Regions from separate parts of the Sus scrofa genome. Here region 1 is linked to region 2. The links are chromatin contacts, called in public HiChIP or PLAC-seq maps. All regions are on one chromosome and are shown on one strand. Each heading gives the region's core, a stretch centred on a gene start, on an enhancer-like site or on the middle of the called end of the contact. The rest is flanking DNA. Distances are from core to core; before and after follow the strand shown.

The links. HiChIP or PLAC-seq counts read pairs in DNA pulled down with a chosen protein or histone mark.
Region 1: a contact with region 2 is called in an H3K27ac HiChIP or PLAC-seq map of skeletal muscle. The contact joins two enhancer-like sites.

The regions. Positions count from the first base shown.
Region 1 is chr9:126,787,399-126,792,097 of Sscrofa11.1, forward strand. LOC102159064 (a long non-coding RNA gene) reads left to right here. Exons shown (of 2, transcript XR_305715.3): 2 at 1-1,663. Among named protein-coding and RNA genes, the nearest start is that of HMCN1, 60 kb to the right of the region's middle. Within about 2 kb of position 1,758, at least 9 of the 83 cell types and tissues checked have an H3K27ac peak or open chromatin away from gene starts, as enhancers often do. A contact at or near this core is called in skeletal muscle, where this site is marked.
Region 2 is chr9:126,631,809-126,636,859 of Sscrofa11.1, forward strand. No RefSeq gene overlaps it. Among named protein-coding and RNA genes, the nearest start is that of IVNS1ABP, 150 kb to the left of the region's middle. Within about 2 kb of position 3,688, at least 15 of the 83 cell types and tissues checked have an H3K27ac peak or open chromatin away from gene starts, as enhancers often do. A contact at or near this core is called in skeletal muscle, where this site is marked.

The DNA.
Region 1 (4,699 bases), core at 508-3,007, 150 kb after region 2:
TGTACAAAGAACAATGAGCTAAATACGGAAATAGCATTGATCCTATCTTTATCTACCTCGTCATCTACTTGGGTCTCAGACACATTATCATCATGATCATTTTATTTCTCTTATATTTCCTTTTTGCTGCTCTTCTTTAAGTTCTTTACGTTTCAAGCACTGTGGTAAGTGCTTTACAAACTGTAAGACAAAAAGGGATTTCCGTATAGCGTCCCTTCCCTCTTCTTCCAGAAATCTGTTTTTCTGTTTGAAGGCCAGCCCTCCCTCTTTTTAACCCCTTGCATCCACACCACTGCCTGTAGGCTTTGCAGTTGGTAGTGTCATGGCCTGGATGGGTCCACGGGGACTGGTCACAGGTGGGCATGTCCCCCCAGGTGGACGGAGCCATGACCTGAGTCTCCCCAGGCCAAGACTTTTGCTAGAGTTTTTGGAGAAGAGCAGCTCTCCTTCCAGTGAGGTCACTAGATGTAACAGCCATTTAAACCTGGAGCTGACCAGGAGCCCCTGCTCCCTGCTCTCATTCCCTGACCTACCTGAGAATGAAGTCAGCACACAGGAAGGCGGTCCCAAGAGCTGGAGAGGTAGCAAGAGCATTCTCAAGTCATGAAATTCTGAAACCAGCCTTTTCTGAAGGGAGCATTCTGCTGGGCCTTTCTATTATGTGGCCCAAGAGATTCCCATTTGTCCTTATTAAACTCATTGTATTCGGGCTTTTGTTCTTGGCCATTGGAAAGGGCACAGATCTTACAGGGGTTTTTTTAAATTTTTTTACTAAAAAATCTCCTGTTCTTAAACACCAGTGTCTCCAAGGAAATGTACTGGTGACATAATATGAGTAAATTTAATACAGAATCGTTCTCCACTTGCCCCCAAATTTGGGGAGCTTCTCTTTAAAGAAAAATAGGTTAGCATGGCAGCTTAGCTGAATCCACAGGAAAGCAAGCCCCAGATTTTCTTGTGGACAGGCCTGTAATAGAAGAGGAACAGCTGTGAGGGGGTAGGGGGCTGGAGAGCTGTGAGGGGTACTCTGCACTCCTGCTAGAATTCTCCCAGCCCTCACAGGGGTGAAGATGGGCTTGCGGCTCTCTTCGCAGCCCAAGCCACAGCCACCGAAGGACCCTGGCTCTTCTCATTTGAAACTGGTAAGCCAGCTCTTTTCACCACCAGATGAGAAGGCTTCTTCTGGTACAAAAAGTTTTGCTTAATTACAGGGAGGCTTGAAATTGATGAAATGGCCCCCTCCGGTGGTTAGAACAGCTGCTGTCCTCTCCTTCTTCAAGAAGCTTCCTGCAGGTAAGAAACCTAAGATGAACCTTAGCGAATTCATTTGTCCAGTCCACCGTCCCCTCATATTTACCCTGTTGGTAAAAACTGCACAAACTAGCCTGCAGTGACAACACTACAACTTAGCATCGTTCAAGAAATCTCAGTTTGAATGACTCCTAAATGTTGGGATGGAGTTCCCTATGTTCTGGGAGTGTTAATATCACCCTCCTTTACAAAGGAGGCTCATGACATAAGTTTTGCAAGAGTCTATATTAAATAAAACCCAACAACCCTAACATGGTAGATTAATTTATCTATGTTTAGTCTCTTTCCTGGAGAAGGGCAAGATTAAAATGGAAGTTCTATAGCAGAAGATCCAAAAAAAAAAAAAAAAAAATGCAGGCTGCTTGAAGTTCCTGAACATTTGGCCTAAATACTTCCTGGCTTGTTTTGAAATCAGCTGATGCAAATGACAAGTTATAAATAATCAGAGAAGCAGAGTGCCCTGCCCTGGAGAGAGATGACCTTCGTGTACCCTGAACATCTGTTCCAGTGTTCTCTAGTGGATGCCACCTGAAATCAGAACAGAACTTACTATGAATGTCAAGAATGATTCCCTTCTTTCTTTCTCAAATTCCATGGGACTTAAAGTGATTCCACAGTGATTGAATGAACCTTTCAAATAATTTCAGAAATATTTTACCTTTTCATTTTGCTGTCAGAGTGTCAGGCTTAATGCCTATAAAATTACTTATTTAGTGTGAAAAATAACTTTGTAGTTGTCACTACAGTGTTGAGTTCTTGATGTTTAAATCCCTTTCTAGTTCCAAAATTTTGATTGACATATACTGTTAATGGGAAAGATACAACTCATACCAAATAGATACCGTGAATCTTCTCTTTTTGAATGTTCCTCTGCTTTTGAGATGCCCAATTCCCCTTGTATTCCTGTCCCCTCTTTTTCTGCTGACCCTTCATCTTCAACAAATGCCTTAGGAAACACTCTTAATCCCAGTGTCCTGCCTGTCCTTGGTTCTCTTCTACTTTTTTTTTTTTTTTTTTTTTTTTTGCCTCACTCATGGCATGTGGAAATTTCTGGGCTAGGGATTGAACCCACACCACAGCAGTGACATGAACCACTGCGGTGACAATGCTGGATCCTAAACCTGTTGTGCCACAAGGGAACTCCTATTTTTTTTTTTAAAATACATACCCTCTCTGTGCAATTTCATCCAACTTTTTGACTCTACTTAACTACCCATTCATTATAGTTTCCTAAACTAATATTGCTATTAAATCTCTAGAACTGAGACCTGACCTCTAGACTTATACATAACACTGACTGCCAAACATCTATCTGAATGTCCCATAGGGATTCAAATTTGATAGACATAGTAATTTAATATGGTAAAACAGAACTTACTCTGTTTCCTCCCAGAACCTAGTTTGAGTTCATTTCATGGCATCAAAAATCCTTTTTCTGGGAATCATACCAGAATCATTCTTTCTCCTTCTCTTTCCTTAACTAATCAGTTGCCTTATACTAGATTATCTTTGATGTTTTTGGTATTTGTCTTCTTACTACCCCACTAATGTTGTGTCATTTATGCATTTTCATCTCTTACCTGAACTACTTCAAGAGATTCTCCTTTCAACTCAACCTACACATTACAAGAGTTACTTTTCCAAAATGCAAGCTAGGTCATGTTTCTCTCCTTTGAACACCCTGCAGGAGTTTTCATTTCATAAGCAAACTTTTAAATTCCTCGGTGTAACAGGCAAGATCCTCCACATCTGGCTTATAACTGCCTCTCTGTATCGATACTCTGTTGCTACAACAGTGCTCTATAACAAACAACCACAGAATCTCAGAGATGTACTTAGGAACCACTTATTGCTGTTTTGTCTGGGTTGGTCAGCTAGGTGGCTCTCTTGATCACGGCTGACTTGCTCTTGTGTCTAGGGGTTGGCTGGCCTAGGGTAGACTTAGCTGGAATCACGGGGACAGCGTGGCTGGGACTATGTGTCCCTTGTCCTCCAGCAGGCTAGCCTGGGTATGGTTTATGGGGATGACAGAGGTGTGAAAGAAAGCATAATCAGAAATAAACTAAGTTTTTTGAGGCCTAGGCTCAGAATTGGCGCACTGTCATGTCTACTTAATTTTATTGGCCAATGGAGGTCATAAGACTTGTCAAGATTCAGATTCAGGAAACAGATTCTGTCTGTTTAATGAGAGGAACTGCCAAGTCAGAGGGCAATGGGCTTGAATATAGGGTGGGGGAGGGTGAAGAGGGGAGAACTGGAGCCTTCGTTTTACTCTCCATTAGCTCTTCATTTGTCTAAACTTCTATCCTGACTATTCTGTCAGAATGGATGGCAGTCTCCTAATTACATTCAGCTCTTTGCACTTCTGTTTTGTGTAGCTTATACATCTATTTTTTAAAAAAAAGAGGAGTTCCCGTGTGGCGCAGTGGTTAACGAATCCGACTAGGAACCAGGAGGTTGCGGGTTCGGTCCCTGCCCTTGCTCAGTGGGTTAACGATCTGGCGTTGCCATGAGCTGTGGTGTAGGTTGCAGACGCGGCTCGGATCCCGCGTTGCTGTGGCTCTGGCGTAGGCCGGTGGCTACGGCTCCAATTCGACCCCTAGCCTGGGAACCTCCATATGCCACGGGAGCGGCCCAAAGAAATAGCAAAAAGACAAAAAAAAAAAATAAATAAATAAAATAAAATAAAATAAAAAACACAAGAAATTAAAAAAAAAAAAGAACAGAGCACAATGAAAAAAGATAAATTGAGAGAACAAGGTTGAAAGATAAAATCGAGACATATCCCGGAAAGGATAACGAAAAGACAGAAAAATAGGGATGATAGGAAAGAAATGGTAAGAAGATCAGAGTCAATCGAGAATATTCAGTATCTGATTAATAAGAACTCCAAATAACAGAAGGAAATTATAGAAAATATAAGTAAACACACATGCCCAGGGTTGATCCCTACAGAGCTCTGATTCAGGTAGGTGGGTGGGATTAATGGATTAATTTTATGTCTCTCATCCAGCATCTTTGAAGTACTAAGTAAGAAACACAAATGAAGTAAAATTCTAGAGCGGATGAAACATTATTAGAAGTTGTTGGAGGAGTTCCCTGAAGGCCTAGTGGTCAAGGATCATCATCGTGGGTTCAGTCCCTGCATCGGGAACTTCCGCATGCCGTGGGCACAGCCAAAAAAAAAAAAAAGTTGTTTAATTTGAAAACGTGGAGGCCGGTTGTGGGAAGAGGGCGTGAGGATGGGGATAACTGTGCTTAAAACTTATTTTGAAAGTAGAAAATAGCTGCGCACTAGTGTTGAGTGGATTACAGGAAGTAGGGACAATGCAGCTGCTAAATGAGGCCCTTAAATATTGACATGATTGATTCTGGTGGGACTTGTTTA
Region 2 (5,051 bases), core at 2,438-4,937:
TGAGGAGATTGGGAGCTTGTGCCAGAATGCGAATGAACTATGTCACTGTTTGATTTGTTTTGTTCTTAAAGGACTCTCTCAGTGAAGGGAGCAATGTATCTATTTTCATTCTGGTGCAAATTCCTTATCTGCCTGTAACACTCTTCCTCTGCCCTCCTGTTGTTGAGTCCTGTCTTGCTCTGTTCTTAGTCATGCAGGTCTGCTTGTTCTTCACACACACCAGCCGTGTTCCTGGCTCTGCACAGGCTACTCTTTCTGCCTGGAATGCTTTCTTCCCACCTGTCTAACACTTATTTACTCACCACCTTCAAGCATTAACTCAAGCATCCCTTCTTTAGCAAAATCTTCCCTGATGCCCTTGACTGTCCCTATGTCCCCCCTTTCTGCTTTCTTTTTTCTCTATAACCCTATCACCTTTCAAAATGCTAATACAAGTTGCTCATTTATTTTAAAATTATCATTCTTGCAACACTGGAATATAGACTCCATGAAATGAGGGACTTTTTAATACGTTTTGTTTTCTGTTTTACTCTTGGCATCTAGAAAAATACTGGTAAAGAGTAAACACTGGAAATTTTTTTTATACTTTTTTCTTTCTTTCTTTTTTTTTTTAGGGCCACACCTGGGGTATATGGAAGTTCCCAGGCTAGGGGTCAAATTGGAGCTGCAGCTGCTGGCCTACGCTATAGCCACAGCAACAGGGGATCTGACCACATCTGTGACCTACACCACAGCTCATGGCAATGCCAGATCCCTGACCCACTGAGCAAGGCCAAGGATTGAACTCACTTCCTCATGGATAATAGTTGGATTCATTTCCACTGTGCCACAGCAGGAACTCCCTGGAAAAATATTTAAAGATTAAATGGATATATTTGAAATTAATTAAATGGCTTGATGGAAGCTACATTTTTGTTGGTTTTGTGGGACCATATTTTGAAAGCTTTTAAAAAATTATCCAGAAGTAGTAAAGTTGAACCATGGATAGGGCCTAAATCAGGCTTGGACAGAATTTGGGATGTCCAGAAAGGCAGTGAAAAAATATGTACATCAAAGGCCTTGTCAAACAAGCAGTACTGACACTGAAATTTATGGGCACCTGTTTTTTTCTGGGTGGTCATCATTATTTGGTATTATTACTATTATGGACATTTTTGCTAGTTGTCAGGTAAAAATGATACTATCTTATTTTAATTTGATTTTCTTTAATTACAAATAAAGATGCATTTTAGTTCCATATTTTTGCTTTTTAAAAAAATTTTATCCTGTGAGGTTTCAGTTTTTTAATTTTGTCTAATGATTTGTCTTCTACTATTTTAATAATTTATATCAATTTATATAAAATTTATCTCCTATATAAAGACATTAAACAGCCCTAGGATTTTGTATTTGCTGTACATATTTTTCTCAGATATTTACACATTTATCTTTAAAGTTCACATATTCAAAGTGCTGAAATTTTATTTCGTTGAATATGTTGGTCTTAAAAATTCTTAATATCTTCTGTCATTTTTGAGTTTAGAATTCAATCCTTGGAGTTCCCGCTGTGGCTCAGTGGGATAAAGAGCTGGCATTGCCACAGATGTGGCATAGGTTGCCCCTGAAGTTCGAGTCTCTGGCCAGGAACTTCCATATGCTGCTACTGAGGCCAAACAAAAAGAATTCCACCCTCCTTCAGACTTTTTTAATTTCTAGTTTTTGACTTTTTCCTTTGAAATGATTTTTGATTAAAGTTGCAAATATAGTGTAGAGAGTTCCTATGATGTGCTCCTCACTCAGCTTCTCCAAATATTAACATCTTGCCCAACCACAACCGTAGTGCAATTGTCAAAACAAAAGTACTGACATTGGTGAGATACTGTTAACTATTCTATTTGTATTTCATTAGTTTTCCACTTACGTTCTGTGTCTGTTCCAGGACCTAGGTCACGACCCTACATCTCATTTAATTGTCCCCTCTCCTTGATCCTTTCTGAGCTCTAACAGTTCCTCAGGCTGTGCTTGTCTTTCAGGACACTCACTGACACCTTTGAGGAGAACTGGTCTGTTATTGGGCAGAGGCTCCCTCTATTTGGTTTGTCTGATGATTTCTCATGAACAAATTGAGGTTACATGATTTTGGTGAGAATACAGCAGAAGGAATTCCCGTCATGGCTCAGTGGTTAATGAACCCAGCTAGCATCCATGAGGACGCGGGTTTGATCCCTGGCCTTGCTCAATGGGTTGGGGATCCGGCCTTGCTGTGGCTGTGGTGTAGGCCGGCAGCTACAGCTCTGGTTGGACCCCTAGCCTGGGAACCTCCATATGCCATGGGTGTGGCCCTAAAAAGACAAAAAAAAAAAAAAAAAAAAGAAAGAAAAAGAAAGAAACCAGCAAACGTAATGTCAGCACCCTTCTCAGTGCATCCTAACGTGTGATTCATGAGGCAGTATCCCATTAGCGGTCATATTTATTAAGAACACTTGGTTAGGATGGTATCTGCTGGGTTTTTCTTCTAAAAAGTTACTATTTTTCCCTTTGTTATTAATAAGTATCTTGGGGGAGATATTTTGAGACCTTGCAAATATCCTGTTTCCCTTCAAACTTCACCCACTAATATTAGCATCTATCTGTGGGTTCTGCCTATGGTAATTATTGCTGTGGTGTTCTAACAGTGACTTTCTATTTCCCTTGTTTCTTTTACTTTTATTAATTAGAATTTTTCTGTAAGGGAGAATTGTCTTTTCTCCTCAGTTTATTTATTTCTTTGTTTCGGTGTGGACTCATTTATTTTACTCTATGGGTTATAATCCAGTACTATTATTATTTGTTTTGTTGCTCAAAGAGTTCTGGCTCAGTACCATTGACTCATTTCTACACACCTCTGGCCTTATAAAGCAAAATTTATTTGGGTTTTTTCCTTCCTCTAGTTTTATTCTAAAAGTGTGTATGTTTCTATTGGGTATGTCGGATGAGATGGACATAGGGTTGGTAAAGTCTCATAGAAGCTAAAGTGTCCTGTTGGGTCTTGAGACCATCCAAGACTTCTTTAAGGTGGAAGAAGCCTTGGAGATAGGGAAAGTGAGTGCTTTGAGTCATATGGTTGTTGCTAATTTGTTTGCTGTGAGCAGGGTCCCAAGTGATGCTTTGATTGCAGCTATGGGCAACAGCATAACACATGTCATCTCAAAGATCCTGAAATTAATACCTGATAGAAGAGCTAGGAGTCCCAAGTTCTCACTTCCAACCCAGTACTATTTCTGTGTTCTTGAGTGAGCTTGCAGCTGACTATGGCACTTCTGAGGATATACCATCTGGTGGTCTCAGCTCTGTGGATTTTGAAACACAAGGAAAGATGGAAAGAGAGGTAGCTTCCTGGGGGTGTGTAAACTTTACTAAAGTGATCGTTTTCATTGGGGAGAGGAGTGATACTTCCAATTAAGGAGTGCTTTGTGCCTTGGATAAAATGGGTGTTTGTGTCAAGGGCCATGGTGTTGGATCACCTTCTCACCACTTGCTTAGCTCTCACTCAGCTGCCTTCTTGTTGTCACCTGATACAACTGGCTGAATAGCTTCTAATCCCTGTGTTCTTGTCCATGACTAACCAGCACGTCTCTTGCTGGATTAGTCTTCAGGGATCACAGGACAGCTTGGCTTCTTCCTCCCTCCAGCAATGTACTGCTAATGCCAGCTCTGGGGAACTTGGTGTAATGCAATACAGATACTTGGAATCGCTGACTCACTTCACAGTGATGTCTATGCCTGTGAATGAGAGGGAGCGGCATGGAAGCAAAACTGTCTTTAAGGATATTACTAGACGTTTTAGACGCTCCAGTCTTTGCTGCATTTGTGTTAAATGTTTTGCCAAGTCACAAATCCAAGTTAAGAAGAATTTTCTGATACCAAGGATTGAGATAAGTAAATGAGATATTCGCCATGAGATCATTTTGGTGAGAGTGGTTTAGATCAAATTAATAGCCCTTGAATCATTTCTTGCTATGCATGTGGATTCTTTTCTTCAGTATTTTCTGTTTCATTTTTTTTTTCTTTTTTTGTCTTTTTGCCATTTCTTGGGCTGCTTCCACGGCATATGGAGGTTTCCAGGCTAGGGGTCGAATCGGAGCTGTAGCCATTGGCCTATGCCAGAGCCACAGCAACGTGGAAATCCAAGCCGTGTCTGTGACCTACACCACAGCTCACGGCAATGCCGGATCCTTAACCCACTGAGCAAGGGCAGGGACCGAACCCGCAACCTCATGGTTCCTAGTCGGATTCGTTAACCACTGTGCCACGACGGGAACTCCTAACTATTCAGTTTTAGATGGATATGCTGCTCATTTGATCCAGTTTAGACCCTATTTCATAACTAAATGTGCAAGGCTGAAGGGAGCTCTGAGGCCCATGGTGGGCAGAGAACATGCAGTGCTGGAGAGGTGAGCGGCTCGACTCCCTTATTGCCAGCTGATTGTCTTTGATTCCTCTTTTTCTATAAAGAAGACTCCTACACATAAATCCCTATTGTCTAGAAAGCTTTATTCTTTCAAATGTATTTATTAATCTTGTTCCTATCTGCCAGGTGTTGTGCCAGTATAGCTGGGAATACACTCATGAACAAGGTGGCCTTGATCTCGTGGAACTTAAGATCTCCAGCAGCACAGCCCAATGGAAATATAATGTGTGCACATGTGACTTAACACTTTCTAGTAGCTACATTTCAAAAGGTAGAAATGGAGTTCCTATTGTGGCTCAGCAGGTTAAGGACCCAGTGAGTATGTGGTTTCAATTGCTGGCCTTGCTCCGTGGGTGAAAGATCTGGAGTTGCCACAAACTGTGGCATAGGTTGCAATAGCTGCTCCGACCCCATGTTGCTGTGGCTATGGCATAGGCCCCAGCTACAGATCTGATTTGACCCCTGGCCCAGGAACTTCCTTATGCCACAGATACAGCCCTAAAAAGAAAAAAAAAAAAAAGGTAAAAAGAAGCAAGCAGATGAAATAAATTTTATTTCTATATTTCACTTTACTCAATATATCTATCATCATGCCAACATATAACCAACATAAAAGTTATTA